Regions from separate parts of the Mus musculus genome. Here regions 2, 3, 4, 5 and 6 are each linked to region 1. The links are chromatin contacts, called in public HiChIP or PLAC-seq and promoter capture Hi-C maps. All regions are on one chromosome and are shown on one strand. The core of a region is the stretch at or near the end of the contact, and the rest is flanking DNA. Distances in the headings are between cores, read along the strand shown.

Region 1 (5,184 bases), core at 1,497-3,996:
GGTTTTTTGTTTTGTTTTTGTTTCTGTTTTTGTTGTTATTTTGTTTTTTGACAAATTCTCACTGTGTAAGCTTTGGTCTGGTCTGGAACTTACTATGTGGACCAGGCTGGCCTCAAACACACAGAGATCTACCGGCACCTGTCTCCTGAATCCTGGGATTAAAGGCATGCACTTCCACTCTCAATGGGGGAAAACCTATTTTAGATTCCATAGCCAAACAAAGTATAATCTTGAGTGTTTTTTAAAATTTTTTTCTTAACATTTATGTGTATGGTGTGAGCCTGTGTGAGTTTATGTGCACTATGTGTGCAATACCAGTAGTAGACAGAAGAAGGTGCTAGATCCACTGGAACTGGAGATACAGTTGGTTGTGGACCTTTATGTGTGTGCTGGGAACTGAACCAGGGTCTTCAGCCAGATCAGCAAGTGCATTCAACCTACGAGCCAGCCCTCTAGTCAGAGTAATTGTTTTTATGTTATTAAAAGCTTATTTTCTATTTCTTGCTGGCATACAGAAATATAATTTATTTCTGGATATTAACCGTATACCCAGTGACTAACAAACTTATCAACCTACAATGTATCTTTGTACTTTACTTCCTGTATACTCAAACATATCATATCTAAATGACAGGTTTTGCCTCCCTGCCCACTGCCTACTTCGAACTGCTTTTCATTGTTTTCTTGCCTTGTGACACTGACTAGCACCATATTGTATACAACCAATGAGTGCTAATGTCTCCTCTTACTCAGGCCTCCATGGGAAAACATTTACTATGTCACCGTTTAAGTATGGCAGTTGTGGAGTTTTGGTTTTTACTTCCCGAGCACTCTGTCCAGCTTTTGGATTCATTTGGGGTCTGAGTTGTTTGTTTGTTTGTTTGTTTGTTTTCCACGTGAAGGCAGCCGTGTTTCTAACTTGTTTAGAGTTTTGTGGCTTGCTTCGCTTAAGTCATGGATTACCATCTTTTTAGAAGGTCCCACATTTACCTCCTAATGATCCCTGAGCTATATATATCCCAGGAGAGACATGCAAACACCATCTTCAACCCTTAACAGACTCAACCCTTCTCAAACACAGACTCCACATTCCAAGTCCCCGGAGAGGCTCATCTCTGAAAAACTACTGGCTTCTGGCCTGTGACTCTGATGCCACCCTCTGCCCCTTGACAAAGAGCCTCAGGGGAAATCCTTCTGGCTGGACCCTAACCCAGGCGACCTTGGCATTGCAAAGACAACGGAGTCGCTAGTCAAATCAGAAAGTCAAGCCTCTCAGGTCCTTACTACCTGCAACACTCATGAGTGTCCTGGGTATCAGGACCGCTCTCCCCTATCCCAGCCCACCCCAGCCTGACCCAGCACCGCACGAGGTTCCTTTAAGAGAGTCTTGCCACGTTCAGCTTATCGTCTCTGGGGCGGGAGGCAGAGGTCGCCAAGAATGTTGGGCTTCGTCGGGAGTGCGAAGGATGAAGCTCTGCCGAGTGGCTTCCCCCTCCTGGTCCCCCCAGAGTCCTCCCTCTTCTATTTATCAAGTCCCCGCCCCAATTTCGAAGTACCAGGCCCTGGCCAAGACCCCACCTCCGTGCTCCGCCCCCAGCCCAGGCTCTTGGGCTCCTGAACTCGTCCCATCTCGGGTCCTCCCTGCCCTTCCCCAGCAAACTCTGAGGCCGCGATCGGGGGAAGGACCGGTGGCCCCGAGTGGCCTCATCCTCATGCAGGGGACGGCGCGACGCAGCTATCGCCAGCAACACACAAAAGCTGTTCCGCCGTCGGCCACACCGTGCCAGCCTCGCTCCGCCCGCCGCCCCGGTGGCCCCGACGCGGCCCTGCTCCCTCGCACCACCCGCGCATGAATTTGCCCCGCGATCTGGGCTGCACCGCCCAATGGCTTCCGGGAGGAGGCAGGCTTCCCAGGATCCTGGGCCCGATACCTCCTTGCTACCACAATTGTTCTCTTCCCGTCTCTCTGGCACTTCCAGCGGTCTGGTCACCTTGAGCCATGCTAGACGGCCTGGGCCAAAGTCCCAGTCCACTGTGCCCTGACTGACCTGTGTAGAGGAGTCTGCGGTGGGGACCTAAGGCTGGACCCGAAGAGGAATTAGGGGATGCTGAGGCAGGGATAGATTTGATGGTGATGGGGACTGTCCCAAACTCCCAGGATGCCCGGGGCCCCACTGGGGTCTCCTTATCTTCAACTCTTCTCAAGCCTTTTGCCTTCAGAATTGTTTTAAGGACAGTCTCCATTCATCCCAAATGACTCAGTCAGGACCGCCTAGAGGCCAGGGAGCTATCAAAAAGTCTTCATGGAGACCGTGCCACTGTCAGGCTAATTGCCGCTAGGCGGTGGTTTTCAACCTGTGCAATGCCCACCCTTCACAAATGGGGCTTGAGGGATTTAGAAAGTACAGGCTGGGGCATGCAGCACCGCCTACCCCAGCACGTCTTGCTCACACTCCTTGAGCGCAGGGACAGCCTGGTCTTTGAGCTCTTCTCCCCCACCTCACCCAAGTCTGGGTGTAGCCCCTTCGTTCACTCAACTAGGAAGTCCTTTCTAAGTCTGATCCCAGTCCCCTCCTGTCTCCCCTGACTAGGGTTGGGGGTGGGGGGGAAGGGGGAGTTCCCTTTAAGGGCGGTGGGGGAGGGGGCTGCCGGCCGTCCCTCCTTCCGTCCCTCCCTGGATCCAGCCGCCCGGGGGCCCCCGGGGGCCCGGGCCCCGTGCCAGCGCATGCGCCCGCCTGTGGGCGCTGTCCCGGGCTGCGAGGGCCGCGAGCGCACCGACAGACGAACCGACCGACGGAGGACTGGCTGCGGGCCGGACAGACGGGGTAGCGCAGGGAACTGGGATGAGGCGGGACAGCGACATGGCAAGCCACATACAACAGCCAGGCGGGCACGGGAACCCCGGCCCTGCGCCCTCGCCTTCCCCGGGCCCTGGTCCCGGCCCGGGCGCCTCGGAGCGGGTGGCACTCAAGAAAGAGATCGGGCTGGTGAGCGCTTGCACCATCATCATCGGTGAGTAGGGCGTACATAGCGTGGAAGTACTGGGGGAACCCCTTTATGTTCCTCCCTCACGAAGACCATAAGACCACAGGGGCAAAGGAACCCTTCGAGCACCTGCTGCCATAGCTGGAGAATACACTTGACCCCATTCGGAACAGAACCTGGCAAACCAGTCACAAAACTTCTTGCCCTCACCTCCCCAACCTCTCTGAAAATTTGCGCCTGGAAGGGGGTGGGGGTTCGGGTGGGGGCTTTCCTTGCTGCAACCCTCCCCTGGCCTTCACTCAGCTGAGGGGCTTTACCAAGGCAAGTCCCCTGTTCCCACCTAGGAAACGGAAATAATTGCTAGGCCTGGCTTGAGTGGCAAGTTCTGGGCTGCAGGGCAGCCTGTGTGCATCCCTACTGTGTGCCAGATTCAAGTGCCAGGGAAGTGAAGCCATCTGTTCTTGGAAAGCAGGAAGGTAAATGGCCGGGTAGAGTCTAAAGCAAGGGTTAAAGGCCACGAAGCTGACCTTCCTGGCAGAGGTGGCCACAGAATCCGAGGAGAGGTAGCGAAGTAGCCAGGAGCAGACCAAGCCTCCAGGAGAGCACCCACTCAGCCCTGGGATCCAAGTGAGCACTCTCGTGATCTGGTGGCATCTGAATGGGTGCTCTCATGGCCTGGCCCCTCTCGCTCTTCCTACAGATGGTGCTTTTTGCATAGGTAGAATGCCCCGGGGACAGGGTTGGGCAGCAACCCCACCTCTGTCTGTCCCTTGACTCCTGAAGGAGAACTGGACTAGACCTCTTGGGCGGGGCCTTTTCTGATTCCCTGTGCCCAGGAGTTGGGGGTCTAAAAGAGCAGTAATTGGGGTCTTGATTGTCCCCTTTCCCAGCCAGTAGGAAGTGGCACACAGTAGGGATGCAGCCAAATAGCTCTCTTTCTGCCCTTTGACCCCTGGAGATAGAGAAAGGCTGAAGTGTGTGTGTGTGTGTGTGTGTGTGTGTGTGATCTTTACCTTCTGCTCTGTGCCCTTCCATGAGAAACTCCAGCTGGAGAGATGTAGTGTCTCTTGGGTATCCCCTGCACTCCTACCCAGAGTCACCCCTGAACCCAGCTCCAGAGAATTCCACCACCTGCCTTCTTCCTTCTAGAATGCTTATCTCCCAGGGACTGGTCCTGATGTCCCTCCAGCCCCCCTGACTGTCTGATAATAGAAAGGACCGAGCCTGTGGGCCAGGCCAGAGCAGTGGTTAGAGCTTTGCCTTCAGCCAACACCATTTTCAGGGTACTGTACCTCCTCCCCGCAAAAGGGAAGCCTACTTATCACTTGGGTCACTGGTGGGGCTGGCTATGGTGCCAGAGAGGTTCAGAGATGGTGGAGAGGAGAGCCTAGCATCAGAGGCTGCCAGGCTGCCAGCCATCTGCAAGAGGATGGGAATGGTGGTGTAGGGGAGAGATGAACACCCAGTCCACCATTTTGCTCCTTCTCCATTCAGGCTTTGGAGGAACTGGTGCCCCGGAGCCTGGCTCTGGGCCGCCAGCTCCCTTCCCATTTCAGCCTGTTCTTGCTTCACTGTTCCCCCTTGGCCTCCAGAAGATGAAGGCTGAGGAGGAGGGTGGAAGTCAACTGCGCTAACCAAGAAACAGAACTCAACCACTGTCCCAGCCCAGGGCACTGGGTGCTCTCCCAGGGGGCCAGGCTTAAGAAGCTCAAAAGTTCCATCAGTCAAGACACCAGGCCAGGCAGGGGACAGAACCAGACAGCGGGGGATTGTCCTAAACTAGGTGACTGGGGAGGAGGCCAGATCTGCTCTGCTCTCTCCTTCTGATGCCCCAAGGGTTCAGCTCCTTCCCCTTGCAGGGCTTTGGGGACCACTTCTCACTCAGCACAACTCTCAGACCTGGGTTCCTCTTCACCTGCTTCTCCTCCATTCCTAACCCAGGAGCTTGGTCAAAATCAAAAATCTCCAGTGTCATACTCTAGTGTTATGGAGCTGGAGAACTTCACATCCTTGTCTGTGAGTGATCTGTTACTCACTGGATATTTCCAGAATGTCCAGTGGAGCCTCCCAAATGATACACCTCACCAGTACATCAGATATCTGTTCAGAATACCACCTCTTGTTATAGTATGGACTTACCTTACCTCCTTTGATTCTCATGCTCACCCTATGGGAGGGGTGGTGGTGGTGGTGGCAGGT
Region 2 (5,184 bases), core at 1,928-4,427, 480 kb before region 1:
CCCCCTGCATCCCACAGCTGGTTCAAGTAGGGTTTGCAGCTCCCTTTCCATCCGTCAGGACACAGCTGCTGAGCCATGCCAGCTTCAGAGCTCCTTGAGGGACTAGCTGACTAAAATCACAGCCGGATTTTGGGCCTCCTCCAGTTCCTGCTGCCTTCTCTACCCTATAGGAGTGTGCTCCAAGGTCACCTGCACCTCCACCTTCCTACTCTGCCACCCAGTGCACCTTTTGATGTCCTCCAGCTCCTCCCCTCAGGAGTCTGAGAGTGCATATGCTAAGATGAAAGGTAGGAGGAATGAATTACCACTAGCCAGCCCGTGCTGCAGACTCCAGAATGGGTGGGTAAGAAGAGACAGTAATGCTGCCGTTAGAATGTGCTGCTGGTGAATGAGGCTTACACACCAGTGAAATACGCTGGTGTGTACAGAAATGGATCCACAAATTGAGGACTGTGGGGCAGATGGTAACTTGGACAGTGAATTGCCTACCAACTGCCTCTCTGGCAGCCTGTGAAGAAATTCTCAACTGGGCTCAGTAGTAGAGCCCCTGCCTAGAATCCCCCAGTGAGGGGCTGGAGGTGTGGCTCAGTGGTAGAGTCCTGCCTAGAATCCCCAGTGAGGGGCTGGTGGTAAAATAGCAGTAGAGCACTTGAGGACTAATATTTAAGAAATGGAGAGGGAGGGAGGGAGGGAGGGAGGGAGGGAGGGAGGAAGGGACAAAGAAAGACAGAAACAGAGGTAGAGACAGAGAAAGATGGAGATCGAGTAGGGAGAAGAAAGAGTAGAGACAAGGAGACAGAGAGAGGGAGAGAATGAGCTAGCATGCTTCCCAGGTCTTACTCTAGGCTAGGCTGGGCACCTGACTAATAAGAAATGAGATGTGGAAAAATGAGCTGGAACCTGAGTATTGATGCATGGACATGTTTGTAGACTTCCCAGAGTCCTCTGGGCCTCAGAAGTACCCCAGCCTTCTGCAGTATAGGCTGACTGTTACAGGTCTCTGCTGGACAAGAACATGTGTCCTCCTTAAGATCTGCCCACATGGGCTAGTGAGATGGCTCAGTGGGTAAGAGCACCCGACTGCTCTTCCGAAGGTCTGAAGTTCAAATCCCAGCAACCACATGGTGGCTCACAACCATCCGTAATGAGATCTGACTCCCTCTTCTGGAGGGTCTGAAGACAGCTACAGTGTACTTACATGTAATAAATAAATAAATAAATAAATAAATCTTTAAAAAAAAAAAAGATCTGCCCACACATCCCTGCAGAGCCAGCAACTTGACCCTTGCTGGGGAATTGTTGTGTTGCTAAGGGAAGTAAGGAACGATGCCTGGAGAAAGGTAAAAGATCCAGAAAACAGGCAGGTCAGGAACCAGGAACCTAGACCTTACCACTGAGCGTGCTCTGTGAGAGAACAGATCATGACTTTGGCTGCGGAAGGATGATTTACAGGGGAGCACTCTCCCAAGGAGACGGGCTTTGAGCCTGTGGAATGGATCCCAGGAAAGATGCTACTAGGGTGGCTGTAAGAAGCCTGGGGAAAGGAAGCCCACAGTGCTGATCCAGCCGCTGCTGCAGATGGCAGGCAAAGAGCAAAAGGCTGCCAGAGACAACCCATCCCCAGGGGGACACGCTCAGACTGTGAACGGCTGGAGATCCCACTGAGTGTGTTTGTGGGAGACCTGGCAATATCCCCCTTTGAGTGAAGGGCTAGTATCTAAGAGAGGTTCAAGGCTGAATGTGAAAGATGCCATTAGAGCCTCGGACACCCGGGTGAATGGGAAGGGCAGGGTCCTGGAACAATGGAAGCCAGAAGGTAATGCTTGTCTATGCTAACCAAAGCGCACACTCACCCCACTGTCATCCTGGGGCTCACCTACAGATAAGTAATAGAACATGGCATCTATAAGGATAAAAGAGGCAGGTGACTTACAGGGAGGGTATTGACCAATAAACACACCAAAAAGAAACCCAGGAGGGCTACCAGCAGGCAGACCTCCCAATAAAAAGGCGCAAACCATGTCCCAGACTCAGAACATGACAATCAAGGATGAAAGCAGATCCCTCATAAGAAGCACTCCATGACGTCACAGGTCATGCAGAGTGATAACTTCCTCAATCTCTCTCCAGGGACCTGCTGTTACATGTGGGATACCTATACACTGGGGAAAAGGGAACACTCAACCATCTCTATGATATTTGGTTCAAATTGAGATGTTTCTTGCTTCTTTGGCCCCTGGGAGCCCTTGTTAGTGTGAGGGCATATGAAGGTGGGTGATCAAGTGATCTCCGTGTAGCTAGCTCATGCTGGGCTCATAGACTCCCATCTGGTGGTCATTTCTCCTCTCTTCCTGGAGGTACAATCACAATGGATGCCCGTGATAACTGGCAGTGCTTCTGTGCCATTGGTCTGTGGTTATAGCAATCATAGAAAGGCGTCTTTGCTGAAAGCTTAGAAAGTGACCCTTTGCTGTTCTGTGTTTATTTATTCATTTAGCGTGAAAACATTTCTAGTTTGCTCTAGAGTCACATTCTAATTTTGGTGTTTTGAGGCAGGGTCTGGCCAGGTCGATCAGATTTGTCTTGAACTCTCAAATCCTCTGTTCTTAGCTTCCCAGGTGGTAGATTGCAGGTGTGGGCTACCATACCTGCCCAATTGTTACCATTATTGTTTTAATAAGCTTCCCCCTTTTGCTATGGGGTCTCCTATAGACCAAACTGGTTTCAAACTTACTGTGTAGCTACGGATAGCCCTCAAACTCTTAATCCTGCCTCTCTCTACCTTCTGAGTGTTGGATTCCAGGTATGGACCAACCTATTTATGTGGTGCCAGGGATCAAAGCCAGAGCTCTGTGCATCATGGACAAGCATTCTACCCACTGAGCTCCATCTCCAGTCTCTAGCCCACTCTAGTGTCTCATCTGCACCGTTTGCTACTGTAGAAAGCCTAACATGCCACGGGTAGAATGAGCACAACGCCTAGTTCAGGAGCTGAGGTTACAAGTGGAGTTGGTGTAGACAGTGTCGTGATTGACAGAAGAAGTAACACTCTGGCAAAGGTCTAAGGTCAGAAGAACAAGTTACATCGGAGCAGTGCAGCCCAGGCTTAGGCAGCACCAGAGGTCCCTTGATCACAGCTCAACTGGAAGGAGGAGGCTGTTTCAGGACCACGGACAGCTACCGAAATACCGCTTCTCCTGCCCCCCTCCCCTTCAGGGTCTAACTACCCGCACGTCCTTATCTCTGGCATAGCAGGCCTATGGAAATGCAAGACTCGAAGTCTGCCCTACCTCTCAGCACTAATAACCGATTGGGTCTACAACTGCTTCAGTAGCGTGGGTTGTTCCTTGTGGTCCTATTTGTTCAGAAGCCAAGATATGTATACATAGTGTGCTGTGCAGTGCCAATTCTGGGGGCTGATGTAAAAATAATTTGCCAGTAGAGATCTTCAGTCTTCAGTGAGGAAAGCAGATGGATGAGCATGGGGTAGACTCCAGGGCCCTGGACTTTTTCAGGAGGTGAGTGGTGTGTGTGTGTGTGTGTGTGTGTGTGTGTGTGTGTGTGTGTGTGTGTGAAGGGGGGAGAGACAGGGAGGGAGGGAGAAAGATGGAGGGAGAAAGATGGAGGGAGAAAGAAGGAAGGAGAAAGACAGAGAGGGAGGAGTAGGGAGAAAGAGAGAGGGAGGGGAAGAGAGAGATGGAGAGAAAAGAGAGACACACACACAGAAACAGACTGACTTCATGTTAAAATTTGCTGACCTCTGGTTTGGGACTCCTTGCTGGGCTCTAGTCCCAGTATATTAATCATTTTTGTATGGCTATGATGAAGTACCCGCCACAAACAGCTTAAAGGGAAGAAGGATTTATCTCAGCTGGTGGTTTTGGAGGGCTAGCCATGGTGACTTGGCTCCCCACTTCCCAGCTGGCGGTGAGGCAGAGCATCATGGAACGGGAGGGAGGGTGTGCAGTAGCTGGCTCTTCTCTCAGGGAGCAGAGCAGAGAGACTAGGCAGAGGCCTGACTTCTTCCATCAAGGCCCCGCTTGCTAAGGTCTCTAGGACCTAGCAAAATGGGGCTGCCAGCTGGAACCAAACATTAATGCATGAGTTTAGGATGGATGCTTTATATTTTAAAAACACCAGGAGCCCACCAGTTGGGAAAAAGAGATCTCCTCACCTCTGGGGATTGGGGTTTTCTGCTAGAGAATCTCACATCCAGTTTTCCCATAAACTAACTTGAGGTTTCTCTCTCAGATTCTCTCTCTCTCTCTCTCTCTCTCTCTCTCTCTCATTCTCTCTCTCTCTCTTGATCTCTCTTTTGGTCTCTCTCAGTCTCTCTCTCATTCTCTCTCTCTCTCTATTGGTCTCTCTCTTTTGGTCTCTCTCGTTCTCTCTCTTTCTCTCTCTTTTGGACTCTCTCTCTCTCTTTTCCAGATTGGGTTTTCTCTGTGTAACCCTCCCTGGCTATCCTGGAACTCACTCTGTAGACCAGGCTGGCCTTGAACTCGGGGATCCGTCTCTCTCCCAAGTGCTGGGATTGAAGGTGTGCGCCACCACTGCCCAGTGTACTCACTCAGCTGTCTTAAGAAAGAAAGGTACCTACCCAAGCTCATGATCTCATCTAATCCCAGGATAAATTACAGCCACTCACATCAAACTGACTCAGAAATAATTTAGTGTGTGCGCTAGCATCCTGAAATATTAGAACTGAGGTGATCTTTAAAAGTCAGGGAGTGAGTGTCGACTAGAGGGAGTGTTCTGAGGCGAGACTAATCAGTTCTGAATTCCATTCCACACAAAAGCAGATACATAGTTATTATGTAACTAGCCACTCCCACCACCCAGGTTTCCTGCTGTGATGAGTCCCACAAAGTAAACAAAAGAATTGCTGCCTAATCATTCACAGTGCATGGCGTGTGTGTGTGTGTGTGTGTGTGTGTGTGTGTGTGTGTGTGTGTGTGTGTGTAAATGAACTGCAAACACTAGGTATTTGGGGCTGATCAGATTCTCTGAGAAAGATGGCAAACAGATACTCAGCCATGGTGAGAGGGAGGGAGGCAGGGTAGGAGGGCATTCTTGTTTCTGTGACTTCTAGGGGGGTGAGTGTAGTCCAGATGGGGCTTTAGAGTCGGGGCAAACTGTCTTCTGTTCACTAACACTACATCTTGCCAAAGAAGGGAGAGTCAC
Region 3 (5,184 bases), core at 1,745-4,244, 470 kb before region 1:
GACATAGGATGCAGAACACAGCTGGACCAACTTGCTTGGTCTATGTCAAAGGATTTGGATCAAATGTGCTAATATGGGTGAGAATTGAGAAACCTTGGGAATGCCAGGGCCAACCCTCCTGAGGAGAGGGACATTTGGGTTTGAAGCAGTCAGGTTCTGGGGACACAGAGATGATACCTGAATGTGGCTCTCCTTGATGCTGTTCCTTGTGAAGAAATGCTCCCATCCAGCCCAGGTCCTCCCCGGTTAGGAACATACTTTCTCCAGCAGAAAGGACAACAGGTAGGTGCAGAACTACCCACCTCAGGTGAGATCAACAGGGGAGTGTTCTAGATTAGGATAGCCTGGAAGACATGCCACCTCCTAGAGAGATGACTCAGGACCCCCAAGGGTGCTGCAGTGTCACACCAGGATGACAAATACAGGTCTTTTACATGCACACACACACACACACACACACACACACACACACACACACACGCAAAGTGCACAGGTAAATGCTTTTCATAGCTTGTGTGTAGGCCATCTTGAATGAAAACATTCAGATGAGCACACATGAATACAGGAGGGATCATGGCATGCTCCAAAGGCTGGGCATTCAGCCTTCAGAAGTCTACACACACACAAATACACACACACACACACACACACACACACACACACACACACACACACACAGACAGGCAGACAGAAAAACAGAAATAGACAGATCTGCTTACTCCTGAGGATACTGAGTGCCGCCTCAGTCACTCCAGGATCACATGTAGAAAACACGAGCCAGGGCAGCACCCTAGACTTGGCAGCGGGAGTGTGGCTTAGGAAACTTCGCTGGTGCCTTCTGGGAGCGGAGCCACGCTGATACTCAGCAGGGTGAACACGGGGTGAAAAATGATTAGCTGTCAGTCAGTGCTTGAGGGATGCAGCCCTCCCTCTCCCCCCTGCTCTCAGCAAAAGGCTGCTGAGATATTGATCCACTTAGTGCATTCAGATCAGCAGCCACACATGGGCTGAGCCGTGATTAGCTGAAGAACATGAAGCGGGGGTGAGGGTTGCAGGGGTTCTTCTCCCAGGTCACCCCTGCCTCCTGAAGCTAGGGGCTGAGCTCGGAGATACTTATGCTAGGATGCCCAATACTTATTTCCTCTGGAAATGTCTCCAGCCAGGTCCCTTCTAGACCATGTTAGCAATCATAAATTCCCAGGCCTTGTTGAAGGGGGAGGGGTAACATGAGGGAATAAGATGATGAGAAGGGCAGAGGCACAGAAAACCTGGTGACAAGCCCCCAGGGGTGCTAGGGTAAGAGCCTCAGGAAACCATCAGATTTGGAGGCGCTAAGCTCCCCACCTGATTCCCAGGAGAAATTGGTCCATACGAAGGATAATGGCTTAAGTCTAATAAGTGACCACAGAACTTCCCTTATTCATTCCTTATACTACCCATCCATCCATCCATCCATCCACCTACCCATCATCCATCCATCTATCTGCTACCCACCCACCCATCCATCTATCCATCCATCCATCCATCCATCCATCCATCCATCCATCCATCCCATCATCCACCCACCTATCCATCTATCCATCCATCCACCCACCGTTCCATCTGCTAACTTACCCACTGTCCTTCTGTCTATTTGTCCACCATTCCTCTGTCCATTCAACAAACACCCGGCATATGATACGAAGGAAGCTTGGAGTAGAAAGACAGAAGAGACCTGGGTCCTGTCCCAAGAACCATCAGAGGCCAGGGCAACAAAAGTGTCATGAGCTGGCTCAGGGCGCCCTCTGCTGGCCTGAAGGCAAATACACCACTGGACATATCACTGTATGAACGTTAGAACAGGCCCAAACTCAGAAAGGGTGTCCAGAGACTGGCAGCCTTTCCACTGAGCCCTGCCATGTCCCACAATGCTTTTCTTTGTGAATATGTGGCTCAAGGATCAACTTGCATTGAACCTGGGGATGGCTACAGGTGCAGCAAGTGTCTCTGATCAGACCATGCCCATCCAGGGTGAGAGAGCCAGGGCACCAGTCCTCGATGGCTCCCAGATGGGCCAGTGACAGCAGCCACTCTGATCTGGGCCATGATGGACATGACCACTGTGGAGGAGATGCCTCTCAGATGCCAGCCCCAGTTCCTTGATTCTGCTCTCTACCACTGTAGGGAATGAGCTGAGGGGTAAGGCAGAGAGGCCTGGTGCCCCATCACTGCTTGCCTCTGTCTGATTTGTTCCTGCCTCTGTTTCTTTCTGGCTTTGCCATGAACACTTTGACTGGGTAATTTCTGCAAGTCAAAAGAAGCCAACAGAAAGTGTATGTGATTTGTCTATACATGTATTTTTTTGTACAGATATGGTGTGTTAGGTATGTATATATGTGTGTAGATGTATACACATATGGTATACATCATGGCATATACCTGAGTGTGTATGGGTGACACATGTATGATATGATGTGTGCTCTGTGCATAAATTGTATGTGCTGTGTATGGATGATATGTACATATGTGTGTATGTTGCAATAGGTAGTATATGTGTATTTGTGGGAATGAATGGTGTGTGGTGTCTATGTGTTCATTGTATGCAGGTGGTATGTACATGTATGTGGCGTGCATGTATATATGTGTTTATTGTGGATAGGTGCTATATGTATGGAGTATTTGTGCAGCTTCTAATGATATATATGTGTATGTATGTAGTGAATGGTGCATGTGTGTGGTGTATGTGGATTGTGTGTATATGGGTGGTATGTATGTATGTGCTGTATATGTATGTGTGTGGTATATGAATATATGGCATGAGTCTGTATACACAAGGATAGGTAGTGTGTGCATGATCAGGCCCAGATGGTCCTTTTAGTTCCTCCCCCAGGCATTAGGAACTTCCTGTGCCCCTCTGCCTCTTCTGATGGACAGGAGCTCTCTAGTACGGAGGGTCTGGCTGTGGAGTTTCAGGGCTTCACAGCAGGGGCTGCCAGGCCTTTCCTAGAGCCAGCTGCCACAGTGAAAACAGAATCACTCACAATAAGAATGGCTGTCAGGGGGAGCTGAGCCAGGAGTCTCCTTTGTGGCCTGAGACCTCCCATCTTAAACAGCAGCCAACGAGATGATGTGTGGCCATCAATGGTGGCACTGTCACAAGGCAGAACATCTCCTTTCTTTGACTGGAGCAGCACGCAGGAGTCTGATACACAGTGACTGTCACATGATGTCCTCCACGGAGTGTGAAACCCAGGCTTGCTGCAGTTTTTCCTTTGGTAGCCACAGCAAGTGGCTCCAGCCCCATCCTTGCCATATGAGGCTTGTTCACCCTTGCCCATTCTGCTGAACAAGGCTCCTCAGCTCCTGACTGCTTGACAAACCTGGGGCTGGGCACCTTGCGGTCCTCTACCTTCCTTCCTCCCCAGCCTCTGGAGGCAAGTACAAAGTGCAGCCCTAAGGCTAGTCCAGTGTCTCCAGGTGACCCCCTCCCCCAGTCCTGTCTCCTGGAATCCTGTCACATTCCTGGGATTGTCATCCAATACAGGGAACATTCTCTCCCTCTCTTTTCCTCTCCCTCCTCCCCCACCTCTCTCTCTCTCCCTCTCTCTCCCCAGTGTACACACACACACACACACACACACACACACACACACACACACACTTACACAATCTTTCATTTCTGGGGGGGACAGCTGGGGCAGGCTTTGAACTTGTTATGTAGCTTAGGCCAGCCTCTCCATCCTCCATGCCCAGCCTCTGGAGTACTGGAATGTCAAGCATGCGCCACCACGCCTGGCTGTAAGGCTCTTTCAAAAGCACTCCTATCTCACTCATTTCCCCAGAGAACAATAGCCAGGGAGCTCCAGCCACAGAAGCAGGAGCCTCAAGTGGGGGGCGGATCCTTGGACACAATGCACACTTTCCTTGAAAGGGCACTAAGGCCTCGGAAAGGAGAGACACAGGGAAGCCTGAGTGAGAACCAACATATGTGATCTTGCTTTAGCCACACAGCCAGTTCCTGTTGTCTCACGGGTGCCCTGTGCCTTACAGACAGGTGACTAATGGGCAAGATTCAACCCCAGCCTGGCCATCCGCTCTGGCCTGAGGACAGTTCTGTAGTATGTCAAGGGTTTCCCACCTGACCTTCTCCCAGCTGACAAAAGGAATCCGCCTTATATCAGGGGAAGTGTAAACGACTTTTAAAAACATTTATCAATGTCAGCCACAGTTTGGAAAACACATTTCATTTGGGAGGTGGCAGACACTGGCGTCTCACTGTAGAAAGCCACACCTATGATGTCATTGGTGGGACTGGTGAGGGGAGACTGGGTACATCTTGGAAACTTGAGGCTGGGGAGGGAAGGGAAGCAGTGGAACCTGGGTAATTAGACTCCCCTCCAACCCCCAGCTGAAGTCTAGACGAGCAGGTAGCCCGCAGAGCCAGAACTGAGGGCAGGGTGCACTTGGCATTCGGGAACCCCAGAGAGGTGTTCAGGCCCAGATCGGGAGGTGCTGTCTCTCCCCACTAAGTGTCCCAGGCCCCACGGGATCCAGCAGGGATTTAAGAGCTGGGGGTTGGCCTGGGTGTGTAGCTTTCTCGCCCTCCTCTGCAGCCTGCAGCTTTTACCTCTTCCCGAGAAGGCTTCTGGGTAAACACAGAACATATACATTTATCTCAGCTTCCCTCTAAGATCACAGTGTAACGGCAGCAAAGAATGAAACAGATAGCAGCCCACGGTGACAAACAGCACTAGTGGGGGATGGCGGCAGATGACAGATTCCAACACATTTCTGGAAGGCGGAAAGAGGACCAGGGGTGGGAACAGCTTCCACGGATGAGAGTAACACGTTGGCCAAGCTCATGGGGTGCATGTGGAAGCAGGACGAAGCCCACAGTGGAGGGAGAGGACTTGAAAGGAGCAGGAGGGGGGCTGGGAGGAAGGGACTTGAGCTTGAGACTCTGAGTGATTTTTTTCCCCTCAGATCTGCCTCAGAAGAGTGCACAGAGGACAAGCAGGCTCCAGGATTGGATGGAGTGGGGGAGGGGAGGAGGTACACTGAAATGAGAGTTAACTAGAAGCCTTCAGGTGGAGCGGTCAGAACCCAGGCTCCCTTTGCAGCATGTACACACGGAGACCTTTCCCAAGGCTGGAGGTTGTAAACCTGTTCTGAACTCAGTTGTAGGCTCCCCCTAACTCACTGTGT
Region 4 (5,184 bases), core at 1,911-4,410, 410 kb before region 1:
CCGGCCTAAGGCACTATTGTGGTGGGTAGCAGAACCTTACGGGGTGGGAACTAGTGGGAGGCAGTTGATCCCTGGGGCCACTTTTGGCACCCTGGGGCCACCTAATGTGAACTGAGTCCCCTGCCAGACCTTCCCTGTCACGGTGGACTGAACTCTGAAACTGCAAACCAGAATAAATATCTAACTCTGTGAAATGTCTCTGTTGAGTATTTTGGTCACAGCGGTGAGAAGCTAACCAGTGTATTCACCCATTCGCAGGTGCACACGCGTGCTCCCTCATACACAGCCTGATAGGCTTCGGTGGATGTGGAGGAAGGAGGCCCCTGAGTTTCCTAGTCCCGTGTTATGTGTCATTTGTTTAGGCCAAGTGGCCTATCTACAGTCATGTGACTAATTAACATGTAATTAACATTACACAGTCCCATGCTAATGACCTCTCCTTGTTCTGCAGCCCACGCTGCCTCGATATCAGCCCTCTGAGCCACCAGCTCACACGTGATCCTCGGGAAAGCCGAGTGAAGCATAGCAGTTCCTGACAGTACCAAGGAGGCCGGGGATGCCTTCAGCCACAGGCCTCTTCCAAAACCTGAGAGGAGGAGGTCTGCTCCAGTCTGAGTTCTGAGGCTCCCCTTGGGCTCTGCGAGACACTCCCATTGAGCCTTGTTTTATCTCTGTATTCTGAGTGCCAGTCAGACGATGCAAACTCCTCAAACTTGCCAAAAGAGTTGCCAAGGTCCCTCCCAGAGGCTCTCTCTGCCTCCAGAGGCATCGAGGAGCCAGTCCTCAAAGACACACATGCATATCCATATCAAAAATATTAATAAGGGCTGTTCTTCCACATGACCTGGGTTCAGCTCTCAGCACCCACATGACGGCTCACAACCATTTGGAGCTCCTATTCCAGGGGATTCAGTGTCCTCTTCTGGCCTCGGAGAGCACCAGGCACACATATGATAGAGACATACATGCAAGCAAAACACTCAAACACATAAAATAAAATAAATCTAATAATAACAACATATAAAAATGATCCTATAAATAATAATGATAAATAAATTTAAGTTCTATTGCTGCTCTTCAGCAAAACCATTTGCATTAAAAGCCTGCCATAACCAACCTACTTCCCACGTCCCTGTATCATTATACCCCTCTATGTCCAGATCAGTCAAACCAGGAACCCACAAATGATGGCCCATGGATCAAACTTGCCAGCCACCTGTTTCCTTGACTAAACTTTAATGTTCATATTTGCTTTCTGTAGGACTGGGCCCTTAGGCTTGAACCTAGGGCCTTGTATATATGCTCGGCCAGCACTCTACCATGGAGTCACGCCTCCAGCCCTGCAAATAAACTGGAACTGGAACAGAGCCACACCCACATGTTCCCCGCTCCATCCAGGGCTGCCCTCATGCTGCAGTATGCCAGCCAAGCAGATTCAGGGGAGACCTGCTGTCTCAAAGCCCAAGATTTTGCTTCAGCACCTTGCAGAGAATTTTTGACCTATGGCCTAAATTACAGATACAATTTCTTCATAAATTACCTGTCAATTAAGTTTTAGGGTTGCCTGTTAAACTTTGGGTGAGCCATTCAACACACTCAAAGAAACAAAAGCAAAATGCCAGAAGCTGAGGGTAAGTCGTACCGATTCCCAATCACAAATCCATACACGAGCACACAGATAAAACAGTCCCACACGGAAAGCCTTTGAGCAAGTCGATTGCAGGGAAGATTCCTTTGAAGGTTACGCCCACCTCAATCCACTCCACAGGGACCATTGGCAGAATCCTTCCTGGACTTCGATCTATACGGGTCCTTACAAATAGGAATGCAGAGGACATACAGTTGTGGCTTTTGTTGCATATGTGGGCTTTAGCCATAAATTAATTACATGTATATAATATATATGTAGTGTGTATGTGTGTGTGTGTATGTGTGTGTCTGTCTGTCTGTGTGTGGAGAGACAGCTCCAAGGTTAAGAGTGCTCACTGCCCTTTCAGTGGATCAGAGGAGTTTGGCTCCTAGCACCATGTCAGGTTACCACCTGTCATTTCGGCTCCAGATGATGCCCTCTTCTGGTCTCTGTGGGCACCTGCACTTACATGTGCACATATTCAAATATAGACATGCATACATACACACACACACACACACACACACACACACAGCCAAAAACAAAATAAATCTTGGGGCTGGAGAGATGGCTCAGTGGTTAGGAGCACTTGTTCTTGCAGAGGACTTGGGTTTGATTCCCAGCACCCCCCCCCCCCGTCAGGTGACTTACAACTGCCATTAACAGGGACACACACAGTGCGCAGACATACATGCAAGCAAAACACTCGTGCACATAAAATAAACTAATTCAAAACACATTCCTCTTTACAGACTAGCTCTTGGATCTCTTGCCCAGGTGGCACAAGCAGACATACTAAATGCTTCTTAGCTGTCCAGAAGATTCCAATGACCACCCCCACACACACACACACCAGATTCATCATTATGTTTAGCATAAACAGCCCTCCTTTTCCCCAAAATAGTACCCACTCTGCATCAACAGCAGCAACCTAAGGGAAGAGGGATTTGTATGGTTCAGTTTCAGAGAGTTACCGGCGGGTGAGGTGGAGGCTGGGGGGGAAATGGTGTTCATGGAGACAGGTGCGCACAGCTTAGACTCCACAGGCTTGGCAGGCCGGAGCACAGAGCTCCCTCCATCTCCATCCCTCATTTCTTCCAGCTCAGCCCTGCCTGAAGCTTTCCAAAATACCCCCATCAGCTGAGGGACCAAGAGTTCAAATAAATGACCCGGATAGGGACGTGTTCTCTAAATACAGAAAAGCGTCCTGCAGGTCATTTTGGAAAGCAAGCCATCAGCAGATGAACTGAAGGTCCCTGCCACAGATCTTACCTACTGGAGGATGTCCCCTCCACCCGTGGGCTCGGAGAGTCCTGTCAAGGACCCGCAGCCTTTGCTGGCACAGCCCCTATGATCCACAACTCCAAACACCCCATTCAAAGACTCGATTTGAAAGGAGAATCACTGTGAATATAAATGACTTTCTCAGAAGCTTGACTTTTAAAAAAGGAAGACGGATCTGGCCCTTGCAAATAAAAAACAGATTGAGAAGCTGAGCTTCGTGGAGTGACTTAAGCAGGCATTCAGAGTTGGCACCCGCTGGGAACAGTGCGGCAAACTCGGAGCTGGAACAGCAGAGCCCGGGGCCTGGCTCAGCAGCAGCCTTTCCTTCCCACTTCTCATTTGCCGCCTCCTCCTCTCCTCCTCCCCGCTCCCTGTACCCTCATATCATCTCTGCTTAGAAAACCCTCAGTGAACACCTACTGTGTGCTGGTTAGTGTGCCCACACCTGGTTGGCCCTACAGAGTTCCCAGTGATACCGATGAGCAAGGGACCCCAGTGTGTCACCTTGTCTGGAACAGGGGTGATGCCTGACGGGAGGCAGAGGCAGGGGAGGAGCGGTGAAGCACACTGCTCACACAGGTCTGATGGGCAGCCTGTAACCAGGGGAGGGACATTGGGAATATTTCCTTTTCAAGACCAGCCCGGCTGCAGGTGGAGAATGGAGTCACGGGGGTCAGCTCTCTGGTCACTGTGTACTCTGGGTGGGAGTGGACAGAGGAAATAGCAGAGAGCCCGCAGATAGCTAGAGCAGAGGCTCCAGAGGCTGCCCGGGAGAACCATGCTGGGCATAGGTGCCATCTTTCTTATGATGGCCCTGCTATGTAACCCTCTCTTGGAGAAAGACAAGGACCCTCGTGGGGTGGGGGCTGCACTCCTGAAGGTGACTTTATGAGCATAGACATGAGCTATAATCCACCCTGCTGTGCTGATGACATGCATGGGGCTAAGCATAGGGTTTCCCCTCAGTGGCTGTTCTGGGAGGAGGGGTCTACAGTGAGAACTTCATGCGTGGCACAGTAATCAATGCACTCCAGTCCCTGTTGGGGTAATGGGCATAGGCTCTGCCAACTGATGACCCCCTGATACTACCCAGTCTTTAGAAGAGACCCTTCCCATGATGCCGGACAATAAGATGGAACCACAGTGGTTGTCCCCATCATGTCTGTCCCCACGGGTCATCCCCCACCACCAAATCTATGGTTCCCCCTCCATGGTTTCTGCTAGCCATAGTCAAATATTACCCGGAACACTGCATAGTTCTGCAAACAATTCTTAGGTCTCAAATGACTCATATACGATAGTGTTATAGTTGTCATATTATTAGTTAGTATTAATCTCTTGCTGTGGCCAATTTACAACTTAAGCTTTATTATAGATATGTATGTGTAGGGATAAAAATGACATATATAGTGTTTGGTAACATCCCAAGTTTCCAGGGTCCCCAGGCTACAAACATACAGTCGGGGCTGCTTACTACCACACAGCCCTCTACACCCACCTTCAAGGCCAAGGGTGCTGCAACTGTGCCTTCCCACCACACACTCTTGTCCACAATGTCACTAATTCCACGTGAGTGGGAAACTGAGGCCGAGGAAGGATGTGAGCCGCATTCCAGTGAATTATTTTCGTTTGTGGAAAAACAGAAGCTGAAGGAAAGGCGGAAGGTATTGCTGCTTGTTTAATTCCTTTTCTTCCCAAATTCCCAGCAGAAGGATCAAAGAAGCATTCAAATAAGAGAACAAGGTTGGGCCTGTAACCACAGAGGGGAGCTGGTGTGTTAGGTTTCTGATGCTGTGACAAAATGCTCTCGACAATCAACTTAAAAAGAGGAAAGGTTTATTTTGGCTCCGGGTTGTAGAGGCGTCAGCCCATGTTCATTTGGTATGGAGGTAGTGCGGCACATCATGGTGGGAGCGTGCCATAGAAGCCGCCCGTTTACCTCATGGCATCCAGGAAACAAAGAGAAGAAAAGATGGGGGCTTACACCCCAATATCTCCTTCCACACATACCCTCAATGGGCTACTTCCTCATTCCCACCTGTTAATGGTCCAGCCACCTCTCAATAGCACCAAGGGTAGGACAATGAGCTTGTAACGTGTGGGCTCTTAGGAGACACATATCCAAGCCATAGCAGTTGACTGGGGATTGGGAAGGGGGAAAAAATCCTTGAAAGCCACAGTACAGAGATTTGGGCAGCTACTCAGAGGTTAGGAAGCTGGCAGATGCAAAAGCCCAACTCTTAGAGGCAAGAAGGAACTGGGAGGAAGCC
Region 5 (5,184 bases), core at 1,367-3,866, 340 kb before region 1:
ATGGATGTAGCTCAGTGGTAGAGTTCTTGTTTGCCTCTTGTAAGGCCTCTAGTACAGCAAGGGTGCACAGGAGAGGACTGGAGGTACAGTATCCCACACATGCTGCAAATGGGAAACTAAGACTAAGTCAAGGGGTGTTCTGGGACCCCCCAGAGAGACAACAAAGGAAGCTAGCACCTCTATATGCCAAATACAGCCACAGCTCAGGGTCTAATAGGAAGCAAACCCTCGAGAAGTAGGCAGAACAATGAAAGCAACCCTGTGCAGTGGCCATTCCCCCCCCCGCCCCCTCTCCCCCCCAGTGCTGGACCAGAGCTGGGATCTCAGGAGGACTTGGCTTTGGATCTGGTTGCCAGGATACAGCACGGCCATGCCTGAACATCCCTGGAAAGCCGGCTTCCGTGTAACACCCCCAACCAGAATAGGAATGGAAGGGCTGAGCCTCATTATGGGCTGAGCTGATGGTTCTTAACAAATTGTCTTCAGCAAGCTTGACATACAGGGATGTGAGGGCAGCTGAGCCATGTGAGATCAGCTAGCTTTAGGAACTTGAGACTCTGGGAGAGGGGCTCGCATCTATCAAGATCAGAGCGGCTGCCATCCTGCAGGATAGGTCTGGTTTGTTTTGTTTTGTTTTGTTTTGTTTTGTTTTCTTCTAGAACTAAACCCAAGAACATCAAACCTTGGTTCCTGACCTGACACTCCTCTCCCCAGCACCCTCTTGGCCCCTGTGGAACCAGGGAATAGGAGCTGAATTATGGATTACATCCCAAACCAGGAAGGACAACCAACAACGCAGGACAAAGCTGTTTACACTGGTATCGATCGGACCCGGCAGTGACTTAGAGGCCAGAGAGAACCAGAAAGGCTGGCAGGAGGTGAGAGTTGCCTGACTGGTGGAATGTGTACTAATTCAATAACACGGAAATTTTCCTTAGGACAGCGTGACTCCCATGTGCTCCACCCTGCTCAGAAAACCACAGATAGCACACTTAAAGTCCAAGAATAAAGGGGTTCTACTAAGGCCTCAAAGATCTTGAAAATAGCTTACAGTTTAGGAGTGGACCAGTTAGCCAGCCTGGGTACATCCAGGGTTCTGTCCTGCTTGACGGTGGGAAGAGAAGGGAACATAACACCAGAATATGATGTCAGCCATATGCCCCTGCTTCCCAATGCTGGGTGCAAACCTATTATGAATGAGGGCATCCAAGGTACAGATGCAATTGGCTTTTGGTATATCCACCCTCAGCTCCTTCCCCTTCCATGACCTGGAGGAAGGTTCCTAGAAGGGAGTCCTGGTCAAGTGGGCTGTTGAGAGTGGGAGGGGTAGGGAATCTTCCTAATATTTCCAGCAACCTTAACGGATTCGTTCAGAAACCTGAATGGGTCAGGAAGGTTGTGTCTGCCTAGGTGACAGGTAGGCAGGCTCTGGAGGAAGCAGCAAGCAGTCCTGAGATGAGACCTCCAGAGGCTGGCCAGTATGATAAAGTATGTGGGAGTGGGCTGGACACTGGAGGGCAGGACAGGCTCTCCAGGCCTAGAGAAGTCTTTGCCATTCAGGACTTCTGATGCTTCTGTCCTTCTAACTTGTCCTCCAAAGTCCTGAGGTGTTGTGGCATGAGCATGTAGTGTCCCCCGCATGTATATGGATGTCTGTTCCTCAGTTGTAGAATCTTTCAAAAATTATTTTGATTATTTGTATGTGCCTGTATGAGCCTGTGTTCTGTGTGTGCAGGAGCCTGAGGGGGCCAGAAGAGGGCACCAGAGATCCTGGGACAGGAGCTACAGGCAGTTGTGAGTCACACCACGTGGGAGCTAGGAACTGAGACGGGGAACCCCTACAAAGTCAGTAGGCACTGTAACCACTGAGCCACCTCTCCAGTCTCCATCGCATAATCTTTTGAATGTGGAGTCTAGCTGGAAGGCATAGAACCATGGAGTAGGAGGCTTATGGGTTATAGTCCTGGCCTGAGATTCCTACTTCTTTGTTGGCCATAGAGATATGAATAAGCTGTCACAACCAGGCACTCCTGTGGCCAGCCATAGCCAGAAGCCTCTCCTGCTTCTATGAATATGACCATGAAACTACAAGCTAAAACAAATCCTTCTCCCCCTACATTGCTTCTGTTGGCATTTTTCATTGATGAGAAAATTAAGTAATACAAGAGACCTGGACTGAGATGCTGCCGTCAGTGGTGATAGGAAGTATTTCCTAGGCAGTGCTCTACCCAGAACGTTCTTTTCATCGCCAGCATGGATTTGCTTTGTCACTTAGGCTGCATCTTCGCGCACATCTCTTTGCAGTGTCTGAGAGTTGCACAGACAGTAGTTATTTGAACACACAGCCCAAAGGTGAGGAGCTGCAAGCATCTTAATTCCTTTTGGAAAGCCACCTCATAAGATCCAAGTCCAGGAGCCTCCAGAGCTAATGTTCTATCCTGTGTTAACCAGCTGGATATCAGGGCAATACCTCCCCAGACCATCTGTGTAGACAAGGCGACTCACAAAGGAACTTGGAGTTCAAATCCAAAATAACCCCCGCCCCAGCTCCAGGCTCGTGTTTTGCTGTTTGCTGACCAGCAGGTGGCGCTACTCTGGAGGCTATGGTACCTGCAGAAGATGGGACCTCAGTCACTAGCCGGTCAGGCCTCTGGTTCCCCGTCATTCATGATGTGAGGAACGTATGCCCCATGCTCACACCACCATAGATTCTGCCGTGCCTCCCCCACCACGATGGACTGAAACAGTGAGCCAAAACAAAATCTGTACTCTCTTACTTCCATTAGGCATCGTGGCCATAGCAACATTGAATAGCTAGTATAAGAACTGACCTAAATGGTGCCCAACACATAAAATCATTTGGGAAGAGGCTCCTGCCTGGAGTTTTCCCAGAGTCCTTTGGGGTTGCCAGACCTGGGGGACGGGTTGGGGGGGTGGGCGGGGCGGCGGGATCGTGCGAGGGGCGGGGCTAATCAAGGTGTCACTCCCATCCTACTGAGATGGATGGCGCTGAGCAGACAGAGTGAAAACGCCACCAGTTGTGGGAAGAACTCTATGGTCACCAAAGTGCAGACTGCTGGGTGGCTGTTGCCATGAACCTCCGTGGCTCTTATGGTCATCAGTGTGTAAAGAAAATGATGTGCTGTGGAAGAATTGTGACGTAACCATCGTTCTTTCTGAGAGGTGGAGCTGGGTGAAGAAAAGACCATTTTAGGTCTTTCCTGCATCGTTCTCGGAGAGCAAACTGGGTTATTTAAATTTTTTCCATACAATATATCTGATCATATCATCCCCTCCCCATCTCCTCCCAGAGCCTCCCCCACTTTCCTATTTACCTTGCTTCATGTTCTTTTCCCTTTTCTCTCTCTCAAAAAAAAAAAAGAAATAAACATAAACAAAAACCCGGTAAGACCAAAGATAGCAAAACAAAATTAAAAGTGCACACACAAAAGACATGGAGAGCATTTTGTGTTTTCCAGCTACTCCTGGGCACAGGCCTGCCCTGAAGTGTGGTTGATTTACATGGTGACAGTCCACTGGGAAAAAATAAAACAAAACAAAAACCAAACCAAACCAAACAAAACAACAACAACAAAACCCACCTGATTTCCCCCTTCTTGGCAGGTATCAATTGCAAATAGCTTCTTGGTCAGGAGTGGGACTTTTTATCTACCTCTCCCTCAGTGCTGGGTTTCCTTCCTGCTTTCTTCTTCCCTGGCCCTTATGTATATGTATGTATGCCATCCATGTCTGAGCTGGGAACTCCTGGAGACATCTTCCAGCACACAGCACAAAGAGTCAGTGGGTCCTGGCATCAGGCAGGAACTGGGGCTAGATGTGGGGGAGAGAGGTACCCTGGTCAGATGTAAGGGGGAGTGCCCTGGTCAGATGTGAGGGAGGGGGTGTCCTGGTCAGATGTGAGGGAGGGGGTGTCCTGGTCAGATGTGAGGGAGAGAGGTGCCCTGGTCAGATGTGAGGGAGAGGGGGTGACCTGGTCAGATGTGAGGGAGGGGAGTGCCCTGGTCAGATGAGAGGGAGAGGGGGTGCCCTGGTCAGATGTGGGGGATAGCAGTGCCCTAGTTAGATGTGGGGGAGAGAGGTGCCCTGGCCAGATCTAAGGGGGGTGCCCTGGTCAGATGTGAGGGAGGGGGTGCCCTGGTCAGATGTGGGGGAGAGGGATGTCATGGTCAGATGTGAGGGAGGGGGTGCCCTGGTCAGATGTGGGGGAGAGGGATGCCCTGGTCAGATGTGAGGGAAGGGGTGTCCTGGTCAGATGTGAGGGAAAGGGGTGCCCTGGTCAGATGTGAGGGAGAGGGGGGTGACCTGGTCAGATGTGAGGGAGGGGAGTGCCCTGGTCAGATGTGGGGGATAGCAGTGCCCTAGTTAGATGTGGGGGAGAAGGGTGCCCTGGCCAGATGTAGTGGGGGAGAGGGATGCCCAGCAAACGGCTTCTTGCAGAGGCCAGAAATTCTTCCCTAGTTGAGTTGGAGAGGCTGGGCAAAGTATGACAAGTAAATCACAGAGGTGTGAGGCAGCAAAGAGGGGAGGAATTAGGCAGAGTCAGTGGCCGGGCCAGAAGGGCCAGGAGAGAGCAATTCATCTCCATCTGTCGTGCTCAGATCTGCAGGACTCATGCTTGAGTTATTAGAATTTTGGGTGCATGTGAAATAGTATGTAGATTGAGGGCCACCCAGGTTATAGCTGTGAGGGGTTGATGTTGCCTGACTTTTTAATGTTATCAAAGCCATGCGCACACATAGCCTGGAAAGCAAAGGACGTACCATGGGGACAATAGTCCTCTTCTGTACGCCCCGGTAATCCTTACAGACAACTCTCTTTTGGACTTCTTTTGGTAGGCTGGATTGAGTTTCCCAGATTTCTTCTTATCTTTCTGGCCTTCCGGGGGTCTGAGTCTGAAACTGGCTGTGTGGCTTTCTTCTCAGCCTGCTTACAACAGAAGGACCAGCTAAGTTCTAGCCTGAAGCTTGTGGTGTTTGTATATGTGTGATCTCCTTGTGGTTGTGTATACACTGTACATCAGTATGGTTTATGATGTGTGTGTGTGGAGATGATGTGGGCATATGTATTGTGTACAGTGTATGTTCTGTGTGTACAGTGTATGCATAGCAGAGTGAATGTCTTGTCTTTAGTTTTGTCTATGTCCTTGAATGTGGTGTAATGTGT
Region 6 (5,184 bases), core at 712-3,211, 270 kb before region 1:
CACGAGGCCAGAGCTTGTCTCAGAGGGGACCCGTGACCTTGGAGGTGAGGCACAGTGTGAGGCATGAGCGCACTGCCCGGCTCACTTCCTCAGCTGATTTACACACTCCCACGCCGACTCTCTAAAATCAATCTTTCCCCAATTGCCTCCTGGCTCTCAGCAGCGTCTGGGTCTGCCCTGCATGAGTAACTCAAAAAAAAAAAAAAAAAAAAAAAAAAAAAAAAAAAGGGTTCTCCCACACCCTGAGCAGCTTCTCCTGGAGTCCCTGCCAGCGCCTCTGATGGGCAGGAACAGGGGAGGAGGATCCTCTGCCTCAGCCTTTGATGCGGAGTTGTGATACGTGGCAGGGCCATGATGGAGTCTGATAGAGAGCAGCGAGGGATGTGGTCAGGCTTGCTGGAGAGGGTCTTGAGCAAGAGTGGGGGAGGGGCCGGTCCTGCTGGAGCCTCTGATGGGGAGGGGCGGGGAGAGGCAGCAGGTGTCTGACACAGAAAAAAACCGACTGTCAGAGCAGACCCTGCCTCGAGGCCCACTGTGCAGATGGGCCTGGGTGGGCAGGAGCCGTGGGTAGTGCTTCCCGGTTAACACTACAGAAAGAGTGCTCCGTTCAATGGCTGGGTGTTCTCTGCCTCTCTTCTGTAAATATTTAGGATAATTACTTCTTTTACACATTAATAAGCATTAAGCTGGCAGTTGGTTTAATTTTGACATATTTTATGTCAAAAGAAGTGGGGCTGTGATTAGCTGGGGGCAGGCTTTCCTACTACAAACCTGCTCCTCCTCTGCTATTTTTAAAAAGGCGTCCCTTATTAGGGAGTCGAGACTCTTTAGCTGAAGATGGAGCTAATGCACTCTGTGTGTGTGTGTGTGTCCAAGTTCTCAAGAGTCTGTGTGAGGTCAGGCATGTTGCTTACCCTTCTGGACCTTAGTCTCCTCCTCTGTAAGATGGTGCTAAGACAGCACCTGCCTTCCTCATGGGGCTTTTGTGAGACCACTGTGAGCAGTGGTGCTAACATCTGCAAAGCACTTGAACCAGTGTCTTTAAGTGCTGAGAGTAAGGAGGGCAGTGCCTGCCTTCTGATGCTCATTTCTCTGTAGGACTCTCCTCTATCACCAGGGCTCAGCTCTGCTATTCCCCACCTCATCCTCCCCTCCCCTGCTCTGCCCCTGCCCCTGCTTCTCTTTCTTCAGCTCCTCCATCTTGCACTTGAGGAGGTTTGGACTAGAGCCTATTAGATTTAACTCTCCAACTTATATACAAGACCCTGAAGGCCTTGCTTATCTCTCAGCCAGAGACTTTCTCCCCAGACTCCCTTTCCTGAATGCTGGAGGCTTCTATTACTCCAGTTGTCCCAGCTCTCCATCATCTTTGGCCCTCCTCCCCATGGTTTCTTTTTTCTTTTTTCTTTACCATATGAATAAATATTTATTTATTTATTTTTTAAAATTAAAAAATTTTTATTAGATATTTTCTTCATTTACATTTCAAATGCTATCCCAAGAGTCCTCTATGCGCCCCCCCCCCCCGCTCCCCTACCAACCCACTCCCACTTCTTGGCCCTGGCGTTCTCCTGTACTGGGGCATATAAAGTTTGCAAGACCAAGGGGCCTCTATTCCCAATGATACAGAAGTGGATCCCCATGGTTTCTTTATTCTTGTATGTTCTTCTCGCGGGTGGGCGGCAACATACACACAAGGTCAGGGGCTAACCTAGAATCAATTGATCTCCTGTCTCAGGACACTTCTTCCCAAGAGGGAAAGCCTTCTGGGTTGCTGCTCAAGTTCCTTCTAGTTTCTTGTGGGAATCTGAGATGCTTAATCAGCTGCAGGACTCCTCCACTTAAGGGTGTGAAGTCCGGAGCTGGAGTGGGAGGGACTGAAGCCACCACGCCCATTAAAAATCCCGCCCTGGCCCCGCCCCGTCCTCCTCAGAGGAACCCTAGCTGGTTCAGCTGACGCTGCACTCCACGTGACGCTAGCGCCGAGTGAACATGGCGTCCACTGTGCGGTGAGTGCTGAGCTTGTCCCTTGCCCTGCCTGCGGCCCGCGTAGAGGTGGCCTGCCTCGGTATTCCTAGCTGAACAGTGGGTGACAGCCTCCGAGCTCTGACTGGAGTTGCTCTGTGGCCGCGGGCTGCGGGCTGCGCGCTTCTTCTCTGGGGCACCGGAACCGAGAGCCGGGCTGGGCGAGTGGTACCTGCAGAGCCCCTGCATGCTTGCGGCTGCCCACTGGCCCTCGTGGGGCGGGGGAGGGTGGCTTCCCTGGAGTCCCGAGTGTGGCAGCCTCACCGTAAGTGGCCGAAGTGGGAGCTTCACAAATCTGTTCACTGCCACGCCCCTCCGATGAGGTGGCCAGCCTGGTCTGGGCGCCAGGTTCCCAGGCGCTTCCTCAAAAGTGAGGGAAAGTGTGAGTAGTATTTGGAGTGGCCGTGGAATATCCGTTAATCAGGCCAGCACTTTCCTGATTCTTTCCTGGCCCAAACGTCAGCTCCTCTGAGACACCTTCCCTTAATTATCTGATCAATTCTATACTGCCTGACTTTCTGTATGTCAGTTGTCTCCTCACTAGCTCCGATGCAGGCTCCATGCAGGCCTCAGTAGCCCAGTGTATTGCTCCGCTTAGACTTGCCATAATTCTGTATGATTAAAGGGTCAGTGGTTCGGCTGGGAGGAAGTTTGGACAGATGGGCTCTATTCAGTGTCACGGAAGGACAGCTGATCAAAGGTTAAGAGATAAAGACTGAGAGAGTAGGGTACATCCCTGAACTAGTAGGTTTGGTGCTAGTGACTTCTCCAGACTTTGTCCTGGGGGAGCAAGAAGGATTGTCATCTGGAATCTGCTTTTTAAGAATTTTAGACAGGGTCTCACTATGTAGCGCATGCTGGCCTTGGGACTCAGATTCTTCCTGCTTTGCCCTTCAGAGTGCTGACAATCCAGGCACGATGGCACTACACCCTGCTTGAGATCTGTTATGTTTTGCTTTGCTTTGTTTGAAGACAGGGTTCCTCTGTGTAGCCCTGGCTGTCCTGGAAGTCACTCTGTAGATCAGGCTGGCCTCGAATTTGGAGATCCACCTGCCTCTGCCTCCCAAGTGCTGGGATTAAAGGGGTGTGTCACTACTACTTGGCTTTTTTTTTTTTTTTTAGGTATTTTCCTCATTTACCACTTGGCTTCTTAAAGAGTTCCCCCCCCCCAACCCCCACCCCCGATAGCATGAGCTGTGGTTTCAGCGGAAGAGGGTGTGGACCTGGTGGTAGGGGATGTTAGGAAGGGTAGGGGTAGAAGAGTGCAGTTCTCCACAGACTGAGTTCAGAACTGAGGCGAGTATGGTAAAAACTAGTGGAGCAAATGCATCTCTCCATATACAACGAGGGCAGTGGAAACAGTGCCATCTTAGTTAGCTTCCAAGGTTGGAAGAGCTTGGGACATAGCAATCATGTAGTGACTACCAGCGGTTTTCTAGGAACAACACTGGGCCATGAAAGCTAATGGACAGGTGGGATCTGTCATCGAACTCTGTGCCATCTAACTCTGTCATCTAACTCTGATCTTGGTCTGTGCCAATACGAGGCATGCGTTTTAGGATCATGGGATGATCTTTGCACTCGGTGATCTTTGGGTGAACTTGGAACACTGAGACACACTTAAGTTGGAGCGTCCTGATAGGTCTCCAGGAGGCCAGGACCAGAACTGTGAACCCAGCCTTTGCCCCTCCGTTAAGAAGCACAGTGAGCAGTAAGTGTGGGCAGGCATCTGTCTGTGAGGTATCATCTGTCCTTCTGGGCGGGCCAGGTGGTCACAGGCAGGTCCAGCAGCTGTGTTTGGGTTTGAGACTCCAGGCTGGCTCAAGGCTTGCTTCTTTCCGGAAGATTCTCCGTCTGGGATAGGAACTAGTCAGATCCTCAAAGGAAGCCTCTTGAAGCCAAACTGATCCTTTTATAATTGAAAAGTGCCACAGATCTCGAGGAGGCATACTTATTAAGAAAGCTGACAGACATGGGAGTTTCCACAGTTGGCCAGGGCCTCCTTGGGAAGAGACTTCTCAGAAGTGTTGAGCCTGAGTTAGGTCCTGTAAGGCCTTAAGGGGACAAGATTGAAGGATGTTCTGTAGAAAGCTTGGCTCCCTGCTGCTACATTCATGTGACATATCGGCATGTCAGTTGTCTCCCCTGTTTGAGAAGTGCCAGGGTTGTAACTCAGGACTTGCCGTGCCAAGCCAAGTATTCTACCACTAAACTATATTCCCAGCTTTTTTTTTTCCCCCAGACAGGGACTATATAGGTCTTGAACTTATGATCCTTCTGCATAAGCCCCCAGGGTAATGGGATTACAGGCTTATACCATCATGTCTGACTAAGAATGTCTGGTATAATAAGCCTCAGCTCATAGCCAAGGACTTCCAAGGAATCTGAGTTGGTTTCCTACAGAGTCCTAGTAATTCCTGGGAGCAGGAGGCTCGTGAGAATCTCAAGTGTACCCCCATATGAATTGGGGAGCAGTAGAAGCCCTAGGTAGCATCACAAACTCACAATGAGATACTCTCCCAATTCTATGCACTGGTGGGAGCCATGCATTGAGTTGTCTATGTACAGAGGCTGAACGCTCTAGGCTATAGCTGGACCTGTCTGCATTTGTTGCCCTTTGTTCTCCTTGTCCTGGAGCTTGCTCAGCTGATGGCCCTGGGATGCTCTTGTCTTCTAACATGATTAAAAGAATGTTCACAGTCTTGCAGGTCCAGCCCAGATAGATAGGCCTCCCATTGAAGGGTTTCTGCTCAAACCCCCAGAGAACCTCAATTTATGTTAGTAGCACACATCTCCCCATCTTGAATAGCTGAGGGCTTGGTTTCTGTCATTCCTTTCCTGTACTCTCTAGAGCCTATGGAGCTATTTGGTTTGTATCCCTGGGGCCACCAACCTGATGTGAAATGGTGCCATTCAACCGAAAGAGATGTTTACCATATGAATTACTGCAGCATCCTGCTCTGCACTCTTGGGAGATGGCAATGGCCAAAGGAGGGGAGCTGTGGATAGGAAGGAGCACAGAATTCCAAAGGGTAGGATGATGAGCGGATTCTCATTCATCTGAGCGGCAATCCAGTAGCTGCTGCACCCCCCCCCCCCCCCCCCCAGGGACCATCACAGGAGCTGCCCTGGGTGCGTGTGTGATGAGCTACCTGCCGT

The links. Promoter capture Hi-C pulls out the DNA fragments that hold promoters and counts their contacts. HiChIP or PLAC-seq counts read pairs in DNA pulled down with a chosen protein or histone mark.
Region 2: a contact with region 1 is called in an H3K4me3 HiChIP or PLAC-seq map of craniofacial prominence, with 4 times the contacts expected there. The contact joins the enhancer-like site here to the promoter of Slc7a10 in region 1. A contact is called at or near these places in 15 of 39 promoter capture datasets (the 3T3-L1 cell line, 3T3-L1-derived adipocytes, the C10 cell line and 10 more), 3 of 484 Hi-C or Micro-C datasets (nephron progenitors, palatal mesenchyme and stem cell-derived primordial germ cell-like cells), 11 of 115 datasets of contacts at active chromatin or transcription factors (astrocytes, craniofacial prominence, differentiating embryonic stem cells and 8 more) and 2 of 9 other capture datasets (embryonic stem cells and liver).
Region 3: an H3K27ac HiChIP or PLAC-seq map of embryonic stem cells shows a contact between it and region 1, with 7 read pairs. The contact joins the enhancer-like site here to the promoter of Slc7a10 in region 1. A contact is called at or near these places in 7 of 39 promoter capture datasets (the 3T3-L1 cell line, the HPC-7 cell line, cranial neural crest and 3 more), 3 of 484 Hi-C or Micro-C datasets (Sertoli cells, cerebellum and palatal mesenchyme), 10 of 115 datasets of contacts at active chromatin or transcription factors (astrocytes, craniofacial prominence, embryonic basal ganglia and 7 more) and 1 of 9 other capture datasets (embryonic stem cells).
Region 4: an H3K4me3 HiChIP or PLAC-seq map of forebrain shows a contact between it and region 1, with 4 times the contacts expected there. The contact joins the enhancer-like site here to the promoter of Slc7a10 in region 1. A contact is called at or near these places in 17 of 39 promoter capture datasets (the 3T3-L1 cell line, 3T3-L1-derived adipocytes, the C10 cell line and 10 more), 1 of 15 datasets of contacts at CTCF or cohesin (pro-B cells), 3 of 484 Hi-C or Micro-C datasets (the N1E-115 cell line, bone marrow-derived macrophages and cortical neurons), 5 of 115 datasets of contacts at active chromatin or transcription factors (astrocytes, embryonic basal ganglia, embryonic stem cells and 2 more) and 1 of 9 other capture datasets (embryonic stem cells).
Region 5: an H3K4me3 HiChIP or PLAC-seq map of embryonic stem cells shows a contact between it and region 1, with 14 read pairs. The contact joins the enhancer-like site here to the promoter of Slc7a10 in region 1. A contact is called at or near these places in 16 of 39 promoter capture datasets (the 3T3-L1 cell line, 3T3-L1-derived adipocytes, the C10 cell line and 10 more), 3 of 15 datasets of contacts at CTCF or cohesin (embryonic stem cells and stem cell-derived epiblast-like cells), 47 of 484 Hi-C or Micro-C datasets (the C2C12 cell line, the CH12 cell line, ECoMG myeloid progenitors and 20 more), 9 of 115 datasets of contacts at active chromatin or transcription factors (acute myeloid leukemia, astrocytes, bone marrow-derived dendritic cells and 3 more) and 3 of 9 other capture datasets (embryonic stem cells, liver and pancreatic islet).
Region 6: a promoter capture Hi-C map of embryonic stem cells shows a contact between it and region 1. The contact joins the promoter of Pepd here to the promoter of Slc7a10 in region 1. A contact is called at or near these places in 21 of 39 promoter capture datasets (the 3T3-L1 cell line, 3T3-L1-derived adipocytes, the C10 cell line and 12 more), 14 of 484 Hi-C or Micro-C datasets (ECoMG myeloid progenitors, bone marrow-derived macrophages, cerebral cortex and 7 more), 4 of 115 datasets of contacts at active chromatin or transcription factors (astrocytes, bone marrow-derived macrophages, microglia and 1 more) and 5 of 9 other capture datasets (adipose tissue, embryonic stem cells, liver and 2 more).

The regions. Positions count from the first base shown.
Region 1 is chr7:35,183,639-35,188,822 of GRCm38.p6, forward strand. Slc7a10 (solute carrier family 7 (cationic amino acid transporter, y+ system), member 10) reads left to right here and starts at 2,747. Exons shown (of 11, transcript NM_017394.4): 1 at 2,747-3,012. The coding sequence starts at 2,844. Gm38988 (a long non-coding RNA gene) reads right to left here and starts at 1,319. Exons shown (of 4, transcript XR_003946743.1): 1 at 1-1,319.
Region 2 is chr7:34,699,759-34,704,942 of GRCm38.p6, forward strand. All of the region lies in intron 2 of Chst8 (carbohydrate sulfotransferase 8), which reads right to left. Among named protein-coding and RNA genes, the nearest start is that of Gm12781, 42 kb to the left of the region's middle. Within about 2 kb of position 3,178, at least 22 of the 459 cell types and tissues checked have an H3K27ac peak or open chromatin away from gene starts, as enhancers often do. A contact at or near this core is called in craniofacial prominence, where this site is marked.
Region 3 is chr7:34,718,012-34,723,195 of GRCm38.p6, forward strand. All of the region lies in intron 2 of Chst8 (carbohydrate sulfotransferase 8), which reads right to left. Among named protein-coding and RNA genes, the nearest start is that of Gm12781, 61 kb to the left of the region's middle. Within about 2 kb of position 2,995, at least 73 of the 459 cell types and tissues checked have an H3K27ac peak or open chromatin away from gene starts, as enhancers often do. A contact at or near this core is called in embryonic stem cells, hippocampal neurons and trophoblast stem cells, where this site is marked.
Region 4 is chr7:34,775,446-34,780,629 of GRCm38.p6, forward strand. All of the region lies in intron 1 of Chst8 (carbohydrate sulfotransferase 8), which reads right to left. Among named protein-coding and RNA genes, the nearest start is that of Gm38987, 35 kb to the right of the region's middle. Within about 2 kb of position 3,161, at least 22 of the 459 cell types and tissues checked have an H3K27ac peak or open chromatin away from gene starts, as enhancers often do. A contact at or near this core is called in cortical neurons, forebrain and hippocampal neurons, where this site is marked.
Region 5 is chr7:34,847,250-34,852,433 of GRCm38.p6, forward strand. No RefSeq gene overlaps it. Among named protein-coding and RNA genes, the nearest start is that of Chst8, 37 kb to the left of the region's middle. Within about 2 kb of position 2,617, at least 7 of the 459 cell types and tissues checked have an H3K27ac peak or open chromatin away from gene starts, as enhancers often do. A contact at or near this core is called in embryonic stem cells, where this site is marked.
Region 6 is chr7:34,910,446-34,915,629 of GRCm38.p6, forward strand. It overlaps Pepd (peptidase D), which reads left to right and starts at 1,962. Exons shown (of 15, transcript NM_008820.2): 1 at 1,962-2,009. The coding sequence starts at 1,993.